Regions from separate parts of the Mus musculus genome. Here all the other regions are linked to region 4. Evidence: chromatin contacts called from public promoter capture Hi-C data. All regions are on one chromosome and are shown on one strand. The core of a region is the stretch at or near the end of the contact, and the rest is flanking DNA. Distances in the headings are between cores, read along the strand shown. Region 1 holds the start of Arfip1 (ADP-ribosylation factor interacting protein 1). Region 2 holds the start of Mrpl24 (mitochondrial ribosomal protein L24). Region 3 holds the start of Arhgef11 (Rho guanine nucleotide exchange factor (GEF) 11). Region 4 holds the start of Lrba (LPS-responsive beige-like anchor). Region 5 overlaps Fbxw7 (F-box and WD-40 domain protein 7).

Region 1 (2,700 bases), core at 23-2,522, 1.6 Mb after region 4:
ACACCATTCATACACAACCGGGCATTGCAAGACATGTTTTCCAAGTCACCCTTCAGAAGCCCTGTACATGATGACACTTGCACTTAGCTACAAGTCTTATTCAGTTCTTACAGAACGAGAGCAAGAGTTACACTAGACAGGGGCCCCTTTCTAATAATGGAGAAGACTAATGGGTTTCAACTCAAGAGGATGGTTTTGAGTAGGAAAATTCACAATACATTGCAGAATAATTACAGTTTGAGAGAATTGGTACCCACCCACCACTCCCTTTATAGCTCAATTTCAGAACAGAAAAGCCCTTTATACAAGATTTATGTTTGGGCATGTCAGCACTGTTTTTGTTGATGTTTTGTTTGAGTTGATGTGCTAGCAATCTAAGACAATACCGTTATTTAGGTTTGAAATATGTGTAGTGCATTATGTAAATGTATGTAGTGTTACTATTAACCAGACTGAGGAAGACACAGTACAAGGATATTTAAACTCATTATCTAACACCGCTGGGAATAGGGAAGATTCTCGCAGGTACCCCCAAAGTCTGGTAGGAAACGACCAAGAAGAGCTCTGGGAGAAGGGACAGTTGAACTGTTTCTGTGGACGGGGCGTCAGCGATCTACTTAAGAGGGGATGAGCAAGAAGGCAGAGTTCGGTTGCCGGCAAAAGAGGAGCAGCGAAGAAAAGTACTATGAGCCCACTGTCAGAGAGCAAGCACAGAAACAGAGCTACCACCGCACGTTCACGGTTGCCGGTCTTGGTGCACAGACTGGTAAGAGTGCGGTGATCGCGGAGAGCTAGCGAGAAACCTAAGAAAGCGAGGGCCGGGCTTCCGTGCTGCCAGCGCCGGTACACTCATCTTCGCTCCATCCCTTCCGCATCCCGTTCTTCTCTCCGGTGGTTGACAAACTTTCGGCTCCGCGGTGGTGAGCTACGGCCACCTCCACCCTCCAGACACGGAGTACGCGTGTGGGAAAAGGGTAGAGGATGTCTGGCTGGAGGGCTGCACTTCGCAAACTATGGACTGTTCCTCTACGCTGCAACCCGGTTACCCCGGCAACGGTCCGTGCGGATTCCCGGATGTAGTTCACAGGGCCGCGGCCCGGGGCGGAGTCGGGAGGACCCAGCCCCCTGGGAGACGCGCGCGCACCATAGAGACGTGGCGGGGCCCGGGCTTGGCTTCTAGAGAGAGGCTGTCCGGGGCCTAAGACCCCGCACTTCCGGTCTGCTCGCTTCCGGCTTCGCGGGTAGGGTGCAAGCGCCGGAGACCGGGTTGAGAGGTCGCGGGTGCAAGTGTCCTCGGCGGTTGGTTGCCCGGAGCCTGTGACAGCTGTAGCTGCTCCCCGCCCCCGAGGCGTGGGGGAGGAGACGAAGGAAAAGCTCCCGGTTGCGCTTCCGGTCCCTTCTCCCTCTGGCCGACGTGATTCCCGAGGGCTGCGACCGGGAGAGCCCGCGACGGAGCGCTGCCGGCTTCCCCGCTGACAGACAGGTGAGGGCGGAGCCGCGGCGGAAAGGAAGGGGTTGGGGTGGCGTGCTTCCCGACAGATGGATGTGTCGCCTGCGGCTACTCTCATCAAACTTGCTCCTGGGCACTTCCATCCCTGGGAGCAGCCAAGTCCGCCCCTTGGTCCCTCCTGTCCCTCTGAGTCTGAGTGTGTTCTGGAGTGAAGGGGGGCAGCACTGGCCCCTGGGGCGGCTCCGCTCGGCAGTGGGAAGAGTTGGCAGGGTCTGGGGCTTTCTGGACTCTGTCCGAGTGGGCCGCCTTTCCCCCTGCTCTTCCCTGAGTGTCCTGCTTCCTCTCTCCTGCTGTGAGAGGAAGGGAGGTAGCAATCTCTTGGAGAGATTGCCTGACACCGGTGCCGAGGGAGGCGCCCTGCCTGAAATGTCCCAAGCCTGAGGGCGTCCAAGGAATGCTGGAGTTTGGAGGAGGAAATTGTGGCCCTGCCTTCTGGTGCGTTCCTTATTGCCAAGTTAACTACTCTTTACGTGTCTAGGAAAGGAAGCGTCTCTCTCTCTCTCTCTCTCTCTCTCTCTCTCTCTCTCTCTCTCTCTCTGTGTGTGTGTGTGTGTGTGTGTTAAGTGCTTAGATTCTAGACTTTCTCCCCTGTTATTGCTTCCTTGGCTTTGTTCTTGTTTTCCTCTTGAACCCTCTGATCTCAAAAAGTTTATATTTTACACTTCCTGCAGATCCTTTAAGTCACCCTTTCAGGATTTCTGTGCGTCCCTCCTTTATTTTTTCCTGAACTATCCTTTCTTGGTTCTTATCTGATCAGGGGGGCGGAGGACGAATGAAAAAATCGCAGGGCTTTTCATCAACGTGTTGCTTTCACAACTGCGAAGGTGTGTTCACACTTGCCATTTGATTAACTTGATTGCTAAAGAAAGGTGCACCAGATTGATGGCGGTTGGTCAGTTCTCTGGAGGCTGCAGGAATGGCTTGTATTTCATTGCTGCTCTTTCAGAGCAAGCGTTGCAGCAATGTACACTTTTCTTGTATTTGTTCTATTTTTATTTGCTTTTAATTTTCGTTTTTGTTTTTCTTGTTCACCGTGACCAACGCTTCCTTCTAACTCCAAAGTTTAACAGTATATAGGAAAACAGCATATTTCCACTATGATTTTCTGAATAAAAGGCTTTGCCTGAGCTATTTTGTTTCCTGCTTGACAAGATGTTACTTTTCTTGGATTATGCTTGCTTTAATCCTGG
Region 2 (2,844 bases), core at 41-2,540, 1.7 Mb before region 4:
GTATGGCTGGTACTTTGGTGGGGAGAGATGCCCACTGAGGTACCACCTCCCACCACATCTTACTGCGCTCTTCAAAACATATCCTTCGTCTTTATAAAAACATTATCGGGGCTGGTGAGATGGCTCAGTGGGTAAGGGCACCCGACTGCTCTTCCGAAGGTCTGAAGTTCAAATCCCAGCAACCACATGGTGGCTCACAACCACCCGTAATGAGAGCTGGTGCCCTCTTCTGGTGTATCTGAAGACAACTACAGTGTACTTACATATAATAAATAAATAAATCTTAAAAAAAAAAAAAAACATTATCAGTCTGAGCTATAATGAGAAACCTATCTGAATGAAACCAACAAAGTAAAAACGCTCAATGTAAAAATGCTAGCCTAGCATGCAGTAAGCTTTCTAAAACAGTTGCTACTGGCGTGGTACCATGCTAAATAGCATCTCACAGAAGCCTAACAACAGCGATGAAAAGTTGCCCATAATCTTATCATGTTTTGTGATTTGTATGTGTGTGTGGTGCTGGTGATCAAACTTGGGGATTCACATATAACAGGCAAGCATTTTGCATAAGTGAACTATTACTCCTTTTTTTATACATTTCAGGATAAGAGATGGGAGCAAAGTCAAGTGTTACCATGATGCTAGAGAAACACGGGGACTATTTCTATCTAGATCAAATACACGATTACTAAGCACTAACTACTACCTGACAAGTCGAAAACTGAGAACTCAGTAAGGGATGCTAACAGCAAGATCCAGGAAAACCTTGCCCTCTCTTAGCATGCAGCATCACAAGTGTGTATGTGTGTGTGTGTGGGGGGGGGGGGTCTTGCTTGTTTGTTTTAAAAACTCCTTTAGGCCCCGGACAGGCCCCCACTCCATCTTTCCCTTTGGTTCCCTACACAACCTAGATGCTAGCTAGTGTCACTTCCGTGGTGGGGCTGGCTTTCTTCTCAGTACAAGTCCTCAGGTCACCGCCTCAAGTAATTCCCTCGTCAGACTCACCCCGATATGCGGATAGCTCCAACGTCCTAGCAAAAGAGGAGCCCAAGGCTCAGTTTAAAACTAGGAAAAGAAGTCCCTTCGCTTATCCACCTTCCGACCTTCCCCGTCGCTGAGTAGCCTCACCTCCCCGCAACTTTCTTTCCACGTGCGTTCTCTACGTCCGCAGTCCCCACCCACCGGATTTTTGGGAGATGTAGTCAAATTGCGGAAAGGAAGGCTCAAAACAAAACAAAACCGAAGCGAGCCTCCCAGCGTCTGGGAACTCTAGTCCGTTGCTACAAAATGGACAGGAAACAGGAAATTTAGCCAACCGTAGGAAATCCAGACTGGGAAAGGCATGTCGGGAATTGAAGGCGAAAGACATGCTAATTTGCTGCGTAAGTTCGTTCGCGCTCTTCGTGGAGACCACTGGGAGTTGTAGTTCACAGAGAACATGGCTCCATTTTCTTGGTAGTTATGGCTTCCTAATTCAAAGCAAAGGGTGTCCATTTCCAGATGAGATCACCTTTATGTCCTGGCTCTTCTCTGCTTGAGGGACCAGGACGCGGCATATTAAAAAAAAATGCCCCGCCTTTTCAGAGAAAAGAGTGATATTATATTAGCAATCACTCGTGTGAAATGTACTGGAAGATTTCGACCATGTTCACCTGTCCTCTCACCATCCGTGGACTGGCAGGCATCCCTACCAAAATTTAGCAGAGACCAGATCTCTTTTATCAGCTCGCTATTTGACTCCACTCACCTTCCTGCTCTGATTAGACTAAGTATGTTTCCTTTCATTCCTGAGTTTGCTGATGACTACGAGCTTTGAAGCAGCTTTCCCCTACAGTTTGTAATGTTATAAACTTCATTAGTGGGCAAACTAACCTCACCTGGCCTATCCCTAAACCAGCAACCCAGCAAGATGAACTTAGAACAACAGTGCTCTATCTTCTCAGCTGCTTTTGTTTTCTGAGAGTGGTGCATGTAGCCCAGGATCACCTCAAACTTGCTAGTTGGCTTCTGCTGTTCCTTCCCAGGTGCGAGAGCTAACCATCAAATCTGGTTTTATATGATGCTCCAGACTGAACCCAGCCCTTACTGCATATCCCAGGCTTACTGCATGCTCAGTAAACATTTATCTTAAAAGCAGTAATTCTTACCTAAAAGCCTTTTATTTTTTAAAAACAGGTTCTATGTAAACTCTGGCTGTCCTGGAACTCATTATGCAGACTGGGCAGGCCTAGAGCTCAGATTCCCCACCTGTCTCCAATGCTGGAATTGAAGGTGTGCATCATTATGCCTGGCTAAGACCTTGTCTTTGGACTCAGAGCCGACTGTGGTCACCGACCTAACTAGCATTAAGTGGTAACCTCTCCTCCCTACATTTTGACTTGCTCTTGAAGGTCTAAGAACCAAACTCTTCTTCCCAACACTTTTAAGAGACTGAGGCAAAAGAATTTTAAGTTTGAGACCAATAAGAAGATCCTACTTCAAAAACAAAACAAAACAAAAAACCAATCAGGAACGTCTACAGCTGGAACTCAGCACTTGGCAGAGTCGGTTAACGGGTCTCCTCCACTACAGTTAGTGTGTGTCCTGGGCTATATGTGACCTGTCTCGACAAAAGTCATGTATTTCCCATGACTATACTCCGTTTCTCTTTTCTGAAGTACACATGTACAGGAAACTGAATCTCCAACCATCCCTGATTATATATATACTGTCTCATGCATACTCCAAAGCTTGCTGTACATCTGCAGATAACTTCAAAGGACTTTTTTTTTTTTTTTTTTTTTGGTTTTTCAAGACGGGGGTGGGTGTTGTTTATTTTTGTTGTTGTTTTTGGTTTTTCGAAAC
Region 3 (3,016 bases), core at 251-2,750, 1.4 Mb before region 4:
TACCTGGTGTAAGGTAAAAGCCACAGCAAGCATCACCCCCTCCTCTCAGCCTCACTGCTTACTGGTTAGAAAGGACACACAACTATGGGGTACATTTTGAACATGAACACACACCGAGGGTACAGAAACATATATACTGACACACTGACAGTCCTCATAGACCACAGCCTATCTATCCCACAGCCCAGCCAGGCAAACACAACACTTCCCCCCCAGTCATTTTAATAAGTGTTGGAAAAAAAAAATCCTCAATTATTTAAACATACCTGTCTATACTATGGGGCAACCGTATGCTCATGGTTTCTCCGTGTCTCCACAGTTCTGGAATCCTGTAGTTTCTTTGGGCGTCTTGATCAGGCCTGAGTCCCTTGCAATTTTGAAGGAAGGTGAGAGGAAGGCCTCCCAAGTTGAAGACTGAATCCTTGTTTCTTCCAGCTGTCAGGACCCTGGTAACTGCAGTGCTATTCTGCTTCTATCGGTTAACATGGTCTCCTCCTTCCTTCACCCTTAACCTTCCCCTCCCTCGTCTTAAAAAAGAAAATGAAAAGAAAAAAAGAGAGGAAAAACTATGACCTTCTTAGAAACCAAACTGTTAACCACAAATCTCTTCAAGGTTAGCCCTACGGGCTAAAAACTGAACCACAGAAAGAATCTGACTTCAAAATATCAGTCTTAGTTGCAGACAGATAAAAGCCATCCTTTCAATCCAGTTTCCCCAGCTGTCCTTCTGTTGACAGGGAAGCCTTAAGCTCCAAAGGTTGAAAAAAAAAATCTCTGGTTTCCAAATGCTTAAAATGCCAACAGCAGAATTATTCCAGGGAAGGAAAAACAAAAACAAAACAAAACAAAACAAAAAGGCTGAACAAATCCGAAATGGCACTTGGGAGAAAAATCTTCCAGACGATTTGCACAGTTAAAATAAATAAAACCACACAGCAGTATGTACACAACACGGTCCAGTGCAGCCCTGGGAAGCAAAATTTGCGGATTTCTTTTAAAAATCAAAACAAAACAACCATCTTCTTCTACAGTAAAGGTTTTTGAATTCTGAAATGAACCAATTGTGCAGACACACACACAACAATCACAAAACACCTGAAGCGCAATGCTTTCTACCTTCAAAACGGTAGCATTGGCCAAACCCCCAGGAAATCTTAAACCTTCTTTTCCCTTTCGACTTGCAGGTTCCTCCACCTAACCCAGCCTCAGATCGGCCTTTTTCTCAGACAATTTCCTCAGTCAGCTCTGTGTGCTCCAGCACGTCCAGGCTCCGAAAGTCTCTCTCGCCGCAGCGCTCTGGAGCGGTAGTCCCGCTTCCCCCTCGCCCGCCGATCGTGTCCGGCGACCCGCTCCTAGTATTGTTGCGGCTCGGTTAGGGCCAGGGCGCCCTCCACAGCGGCGCGGAGAGCCCGGGCCGCGGCCTCGGCCTCCGTGCCCACCCGCCCGCCAGCCACAGCCTCCCCGCTCGGCCGCTCCCGGCGTCCGCGTCGCGGCCGCTGCGCTTCCGGCCCCGCCCCCGCGCGCGCTCGCTCGCTAAGGCCAAGCCCGCTGCCGCCGGCCGGCTCCGCCCCACCCCCGCTCCGCCCCGCCCCGCCACCGCCCCGCCTCGCCCCGCCTCGCCACAGCCCCGCCACGGCGGACTCCGCTCGCCCGGGCCGGCCGCTGGCTCCTCCTTGGCGCCGCCCGCCCTTTCACAGCCCCGCGCGCCCCCGGTCCGCGCGCTGCGGCCTAGCTGCTCCCGGTGCTGCTGTCCCAGAGACTCGACCTTTGTTTCCGCAGTGTCCGCTGGCCGCGCCTCTGTCTGCGCTCTCGCTGCGGTCCCGTCCTCCTCTGCCCGTTTTCACTCATTTGTCGCGCTCCTTTCCAAGTTACCAGGAACCCTCTTAGCTGTGCCCTCGCCCCTCTGAGCACCCACCGTCTCTCCCCTCGCGGCTGTACTCGATTTAGCTTGGGTATCTTGTATGGCTCTGCCTTTTAATTTCAATGCAAAAGCCTTTGCAGGGCAATGTTATTTCGATGACACACACCCCCTTCGTGAAATCACGGTTTCTAAATCTCTTCAAGTAACTGTCGGAAGTCAGAAGTAAAGATTGAAGTAAAAAGGAGACTTTTCCAGTACAGGTTGATGAATACACTTTGTTATTTTGTGTGTGTGTGTGTGTAATATGTGACTTCCTGGTGAGACCAGACATCTGTTAACATTAGATAGTGCACCAACAGTTTTACTGAAGCCTGTTCTCAACAGCCAGTGGATTTATTGGGGTTACTTCTAGGAGTACAAACCCCTAAAGGCAGAGGCACCAGCAAAAACCCATCTCCGCATGGATGAGGACGGTGGACTACTGACCTCTACCACTAGAGCTATTGGAGTTGATATTGTTTCTATAACCGTGGGGAGCAGCACTGTGACTCTTGAAACAACTTCTTGAAATTTCTGAGTGCTTGCCATCTGAACCTTAACAATTGCTGCGCTCTTCCACAGGTGTGCTTGTGGAGCCCAGAGGACAAGTGTGGGTGGCATTCTTCCTCAAATGCCAAACAACCTCACCCCTTCTCTGGAGCCTGGTCTCTCTCCACAGCCCCAGCTTGCTGAGTAGGCCAAGAATGGCTGGTGAGTAAGTGCCACCCTCTTACCCTTCTCAGCATTGTGAGAGCAAGTTCACAGCCACCCAAACTCAGCCTCTTTATGTGTGTTCTAGGGGGTTGCTGGGTAGCAGTTTCCACTCAGAACCTTCTCTCTTGGAGAGAAATCCTATAAGACATAGGATATGAAAAGGGAAGCGAAACATATTTTTTAGGCAAAATGTTCGAAGGAGAGGTAAAACATGCTATCCCGTGGAGAAGCTCCTTCAGACAGGAAGTACAAACTCAAAACAGCTTCAGAAGGTTCCTGAAACTGACTAGATTCACTAGACCCCTCCCTCCCCAAGCATATGTAATCAATAAGAACGATTTAGAATCATCCTCAGACAATCCAACTTTAAGACCAGCTAAGCAGCCTGGAAGAGGCTCAGAA
Region 4 (3,020 bases), core at 129-2,628:
AATTCAACCTTGGTTAGTTATTTCTAAAACTAAAAGTAGCCAGAATTTTAAAAATACTAATTTACAAGTTAGCCTATATCAGCACTATGAACATGAATTCTGTATTTAAAACTAACTATAGCAAAACATAACTTAGGCAAAAACTTACATTAGCTCCCAAGTCCAAAAAAAAAAAAGTCATTTATTCAAAATATTAAAGAGAAAAATCGCAGGCTTAAACATACACTCCAAGAGGAAAAAAAAGTTACATCCAAATTCTCCATTGAACACCTGACTACACACACACATGCACACACATACACACACAAATATACTTCCACATCAACACTTGCTTAATTAGCACAAAGGTGATCTGTTCATGTTCATTGAAAACCTGAAGCATCAAATTTTGCATAATTCTCTTTAAACTGAAATACAAGTAATTGCTCCATTTAGGTCAAGTAGAATTTTGTGTCTATCCGTGGAAAAAGCCATTAGATTGAGTGAAGCACATGACCCCAACTTCGTCTTGCTCCCCAACTCACCGAGAAAAGTATATGCTTATAAAATATTGATCTACTTACCAGGTTAAAGACAGTTTCTACAATATCCCTATTGGACACTTCTCCAACTTCAACCAACCCCGTCAGCACGGCGAATTTCATTCTGATGCCCCTGATGGGGAGCCCCGGCTTCAGAGACAGCGCACCCCCTTCCGTAGGGGTTTCTTCTTTCCCTCCACCTCCCCCGTCATCACCTGTTGGTGGCCGGGAAGGGGCACGATTGTCTTCACTAGCCATGACTAGTTCACGAGAAAGGACAAGTCAGAGTCACCCTGGGCCAGCAGTCGCTGCACGGAGAAGAGGCACCAACACACACGCAAACGCTAAACCAAAAAGGGTCTCTGTTCCAACTTGCGGAGAAACCCAAAAAAGCAGGAAAGTCCTTGGTCGTCGCCCTCCTCCTCTTGGAGACTATTTGTCCAATCTCTCTCCCGGAGGCTGACAACAACGCCAAAGCCTATTGGAAGATTAAACATCTGTTAAATAGGGTAGGTCTGTCGTGGGATTTTTTAGGGAGGAGAGGGAAATAGTTACTGTCTGTCAAATAAGTTACTAAGGGCACCCCAAGGGCCAGCCGGCCGGCCGCTCCTCCCGGGCTCCATCGCCCGCTCCGCCGAAGGCGGGTCCTCCAGGCCGGCGAGCAGGCTCACTCCTCCCCCCCCCCCCCCAGCCCGCGCAGGTGGTGGGCGCGGGCAGGTGCACCGCGGGGGACTGTCGCCGGCAGAGGACGGGGGGCCCCTGCGACCACTGAGGTCCAAAGTTCCTCCTCACCCGGAGACTCCGGCCTCGTCCTCACCCCCGCCGGGGCGCAGCGAGACGGAGGTGGCGGCGGAGATCCAGGGCAGGAAAAGGCGGGGGAAGGGGGCGGTGATTCTCCTCAGCGCTCGGCCCAGGGGGAGGAGTGGAGCACCTCGCCCGGGCACCTGAGCTCGGCTGAGGAGAGGAAGGGAGGTGTGTGCTGGGGCGGGAAGGCAGGCCCGACGCGCCTGCGGGGACGGGGACAGGGACCGGGACGGGACCGGGGAGAGAAAGGTCAAGGCACCTGGTCGCAGCCTTCAAGTTTCCCTAGTCCGCTCCCCGGGAGCCCGGCGGCTGCCTAGAACTCCGTGCTTCCCTAGGCCGCCCCACCCCTGCGCTCAGCCCTTGCAAACGCAGCTACTGCAGGCGGGGGCGACGCCGCGGCTCGTGCCGCCGCGGTGGCCGAGGATGCTACTGCCACAGAACGCCGGGCTACGGCGCGCGGGACTACCCCTATGCCTACTGAAGCTGCTCCTCGCCGCCATGACAGCGCCGAGGGCCGCCGGGCGCGGCGTGCGCGTGCGCGAGCGCGAGCGCGCGGGGTGGTGGGGCGGGCGAGCGAGCGAGCGGGCGGGCGCCCTAGCGGAGGCGGCTTAGTAGGGGACGTGCGGGCGGGCCCGGAGAATCGCGGGTGAGTGGCGGAGCAGAGCACGCGCGCTCGCTGGAGGTGCCACGCGGGCGGGAGCGCGCCTCGAGAGCGCGCTGCTCAGGTAGAGCCGCGAGCGGCGCGCTTTTCCCTCGCACTCTTCGCCCAGACTGTGCTTTGGCGACGAACGGGAGGCGGGTGCTGTGCAACAGCAGGTCTCTGAGCGCCGAGGGTACCCGCCCCACGTTGTCAAGGTGTCCTCGTGTTGGACTTGGAGAAGGACACCTGAGGGACTTAGGAGTCGTTGAGGTGGCGGCGCTGGAGCCTCTGGGGAGCAGTCTCCACCCCTGACTGAGCTCAGCTGCTGCCTGCCCGCCCGCGGCGCTAACTGGGAAAGATTTCCACTGGGATGCCCTGGCAGCTGCCGCTGCTCGGAGGGGAGGGACAGCGACTGGGAGGATTCCTTGCCTGGCAGCTGCCGCCCCAGCAAAGCTCTCCCACATTCTAAGGAGTAGAGGATTCATTCCTCAGACAGCTGCTCGGAGCTGTGGAGGCGGGATTCACCGGGGGGGTTGGGGGGGGGCTGGAAATGGGAAAGGGGGTTCCTCTCAATTTCCCAGTGTGGAAGTTAAGTTTGCCTCATTATAGATGCTTTTAAATATATATAAATGAGGATTTGAAGCCAGTACAAATTGTCATAGTCTAATGTTGTCATTCTCTTCACTGCCTCTGATGATGGCAAAGCATTGATCCTGGTGCATTAGTATAAAATAAAATGAACATAGAGGAGGTAGTTGTTCTATTAGTATTCTCTGGGATAAGACTTTAAAGTACTAAAATACTCCCAGGTTCCTAAAAATGACGGGATGAAGTAATCAAAGTACTCTGAAGGAATCCAAAGAAACGTAGATGAGTTTGAGAAATGAAATGGTTCACTTGAAAAGGTATTATTTGAAACATCCTTGAAAAATAGACCGTTTTAGCTGTCACATGGATACTTAAGAGAAGCAACATCAGAAAAGATTCTAGCAACGAAGTGTGTTTAGTTTATTGCACCTTTTTTAAATACTCAAAAGGAAGCTTCTTAAAAGAAA
Region 5 (2,891 bases), core at 272-2,771, 1.4 Mb after region 4:
TTCAGACAAGTTCTGAAAGAACTTCCAAATAAAAGAAATACTGTCAAGATGCTGCTTTTTAAAAAATTAAAATAAGCCCTTCATGGTGACACAGGATTGTGATTCCAGCACTCAACAAGCTAAAGCAGGATTGTGAGTTGGATGCCATCACCAGCTACACACAGACCCTGTGTCAAAAAAACCAAAATGGTAATAACCAAGTAATAACTACTGATAATGACATGGACCTTACTAATTTTTCATATATGTCAAAAAATAGCAAACTAAAAATTAGGTTTATCAAACCAAGTGTTCTATGCTAGAAATATCTAAGAAGAAAGCAATATTTCTCTTGTAGCTTTAGTCCCTGTATGACACACATTGAAAATGCTCGTGCTCAGTTTTCTGAGACAGCCTATGAAAGATTGGGGATACAGTTCACCAGCTGTCCAGCGTGTATGTGCCAATACAATACAATAGTGATCCTACCCAGTCTGTGGGAATGAAAACAAAATACAAGTCATTTAAAGATCTTGTGCTCTCTCCTCACTGGATGAATAGTAAAAGAATTTCGTAGAAATTAACCCACCATTAACTCTAAACTAAACAAAATGTGTTTCAATATTCAACAACAACAAAAAAAGTGTTTACTTTCTCATATCTCACTGCATATGAACACACTGAACTGAAGCATCCAAAAGTCAAGTTTAGTGTGAGCTAGCTACCCAAGTATAGACACTAATGATGAAATTTAATTTCCATAACACAATCAACAATCAAAATTTATACTTTTTAACATAAACCCATAAACAAAAGCTAATTAGAATTATTAAGCAAATCAGCTGCAAAAAAAATGACAAGAAACAGCTGAAAAACAGCAGACTGATGCAGAAACTTAAGAGCTGCTTTCAACAGACAGAGAGCATGAGCTGGCACGCCTGTTCCCAGTGCGGTCTGAAGCAGTCACTAGGAAATGCATCAGTACTCCTCCAGCTTCAGAACACATCAAGAACGCCTGGAGAAGTGAGCAAGTACACTACTCTCTGGCTGCAGCCAGGAACATCTGTGTGTTTGTGCCCATTCGGAGTTGAGGTTGACTCTGCCATGGCTGACCATGGGAAAATACTTAGAAATAAAACTGGGATAAATTAATGGGAAGTATGGATGAATTTTGTGAAGCAAACTGACACAGCCCAAGTACAAGGGGGCACTAGTTAATGCCTTGCTTAGCTAAAAGCACAATGTCTGGGAAGCTGTAGCTTATAAACCATGCTCCATGATGTTTTCCTTGTTTCCAACTTTCCAGGCGTTGCAAATTTCAAGCTGCAGTTTACAACAGAGATAGGAAATAAATTGAGAACAAACATTGCTTTAAAAACCAAAGCAGCAGGACGAAAAATGAAATCTACTGTAGGCACTGTGAAGCCTGATGTAAAATGCACTGCAGGACTTGGGAGCCGGCTCACAGAAAGAACACTTGCTGTGCAAACATGAGGACCTCAGCTAGACCACTGGAAGGAGGAAGCAGGAGCTTACTAGCCAGTCAGCCTAGCTGGAATGCCAAACTTTTGGCTTACGGAGAGACCTTGGGTCAACATAATACCGCAAAGAGCCAAAAAGGGAGGCACTCAAAGACTTCCTCCAACTTCCACATACCCGTGCACAGGCATATACACCTGCATACTCATGTGCATGCATCATATAAATATAGCTCACACCATCCCAAACCACACACAAAGGCAGGCAGGCAAGCAGACAGACAGACAGACAGACAGACAGACAGACAAATGTATTCTAGAGAGTAAGCCATCTCTGACATGGAAGTGAACTAGAAGAACGTAGAAGCAGTTTAAACTTTATTGAAAAACTGAAACTATCATAACATCATAAATAAATAAATAAATAAATAAAGATAAATAAAGAGCTATAAACATTTCTATACTATGTGATATTAGAAGGAAACTTTTAGAAGAGCTTTTTAAATTGTTATTACCAAACACAGAACAAAACCAAAGAAAAATATCAGTTGTTTCCATGGAGTAACATGTGAGCAATGTTAAGGTGTAAAACTCATCCATGACTAAATGAGTGAACCTGCTGGGAGACAAAGTCTATCACAAGACAACCACTGGCTATGCACTAGTATTCCTACAGCAGGGTCATATGTCTGTGCCATCCAAAGTCATTCTAACACAAACGTTTTTAAAGATGCTAATGGAGAAAAAAATGGAAAAAACTCAACCCACAGTAAAAATAAACAAATAACTCCTTGGTGAGATGGCCAAATTGAAGGCTAGGGAAGAAAAAAAGGGACAAGATAAGCCTGGGACAACTGATGCTGCTGCTATAATCTGTCCTCAAAAAGTGATTGAGACAAGATGAAAGATTGAGAGAGTCCTGAGGACCAAACCTCAGATGACCAAAGCACCAAAGGAAGAGAAAGAAATAGATGAAATCCAGAGAATAAAATCTGAGTCTACAGGATAGAGAAAATATTCATGAGTCTATTTTGATACACTTAAAGTACATACCTCAGAGGAGATAGCTCTTCCTTACAGAAGAAAGAAAAGAAACAGAAAATAACACTGGCCAAACACCAAAGTAATAATATTCATTCAGATACAAATTATCACCAGAATTTGAAATTAGAAACTAAAAGCATGATGAAAATAAGGTAATTAACATAATCACAAGATACCTTCCCCATAGGACACTTAATTGCAAGGTTAGCATGCAACTGGTACAAAGCCTAACATCAGCTTACCAGTGCTGGTCTCACCAGATGAATGGGCATACTGACACTGTGTGCCATCCAGTAAGAGTCACAACAGCATTTCTGTAGTACTCTTACCCAACAATTGTCACCAAAACATTAAACAAAAACTGGAGGTATTCAACACAACCAGTACTTT

The links. Promoter capture Hi-C pulls out the DNA fragments that hold promoters and counts their contacts.
Region 1: a contact with region 4 is called in a promoter capture Hi-C map of hippocampal neurons, with 6 times the contacts expected there. The contact joins the promoter of Arfip1 here to the promoter of Lrba in region 4. A contact is called at or near these places in 1 of 39 promoter capture datasets (hippocampal neurons), 1 of 484 Hi-C or Micro-C datasets (B cells) and 1 of 115 datasets of contacts at active chromatin or transcription factors (astrocytes).
Region 2: a promoter capture Hi-C map of liver shows a contact between it and region 4, with 2.7 times the contacts expected there. The contact joins the promoter of Mrpl24 here to the promoter of Lrba in region 4.
Region 3: a promoter capture Hi-C map of liver shows a contact between it and region 4, with 4 times the contacts expected there. The contact joins the promoter of Arhgef11 here to the promoter of Lrba in region 4. A contact is called at or near these places in 9 of 39 promoter capture datasets (the 3T3-L1 cell line, 3T3-L1-derived adipocytes, cranial neural crest and 5 more) and 1 of 115 datasets of contacts at active chromatin or transcription factors (stem cell-derived neural progenitor cells).
Region 5: a promoter capture Hi-C map of hippocampal neurons shows a contact between it and region 4, with 2.6 times the contacts expected there. The contact joins the enhancer-like site here to the promoter of Lrba in region 4. A contact is called at or near these places in 4 of 39 promoter capture datasets (the 3T3-L1 cell line, the C10 cell line, hippocampal neurons and 1 more) and 2 of 9 other capture datasets (adipose tissue and liver).

The regions. Positions count from the first base shown.
Region 1 is chr3:84,581,197-84,583,896 of GRCm38.p6, reverse strand. It overlaps Arfip1 (ADP-ribosylation factor interacting protein 1), which reads left to right and starts at 1,272. Exons shown (of 9, transcript NM_001081093.2): 1 at 1,272-1,483. Gm35410 (predicted gene, 35410) reads right to left here and starts at 1,482. Exons shown (of 1, transcript NR_164319.1): 1 at 1-1,482.
Region 2 is chr3:87,917,990-87,920,833 of GRCm38.p6, reverse strand. Mrpl24 (mitochondrial ribosomal protein L24) reads right to left here and starts at 1,290. Exons shown (of 6, transcript NM_026591.3): 1 at 1,129-1,290.
Region 3 is chr3:87,616,043-87,619,058 of GRCm38.p6, reverse strand. Arhgef11 (Rho guanine nucleotide exchange factor (GEF) 11) reads right to left here and starts at 1,500. Exons shown (of 40, transcript NM_001003912.2): 1 at 267-1,500. The coding sequence starts at 298.
Region 4 is chr3:86,223,048-86,226,067 of GRCm38.p6, reverse strand. It overlaps Lrba (LPS-responsive beige-like anchor), which reads right to left and starts at 1,378. Exons shown (of 57, transcript NM_030695.2): 1 at 1,314-1,378; 2 at 564-999. The coding sequence starts at 779.
Region 5 is chr3:84,838,366-84,841,256 of GRCm38.p6, reverse strand. All of the region lies in intron 1 of Fbxw7 (F-box and WD-40 domain protein 7), which reads right to left. Among named protein-coding and RNA genes, the nearest start is that of Fbxw7, 24 kb to the right of the region's middle. Within about 2 kb of position 1,521, at least 12 of the 459 cell types and tissues checked have an H3K27ac peak or open chromatin away from gene starts, as enhancers often do.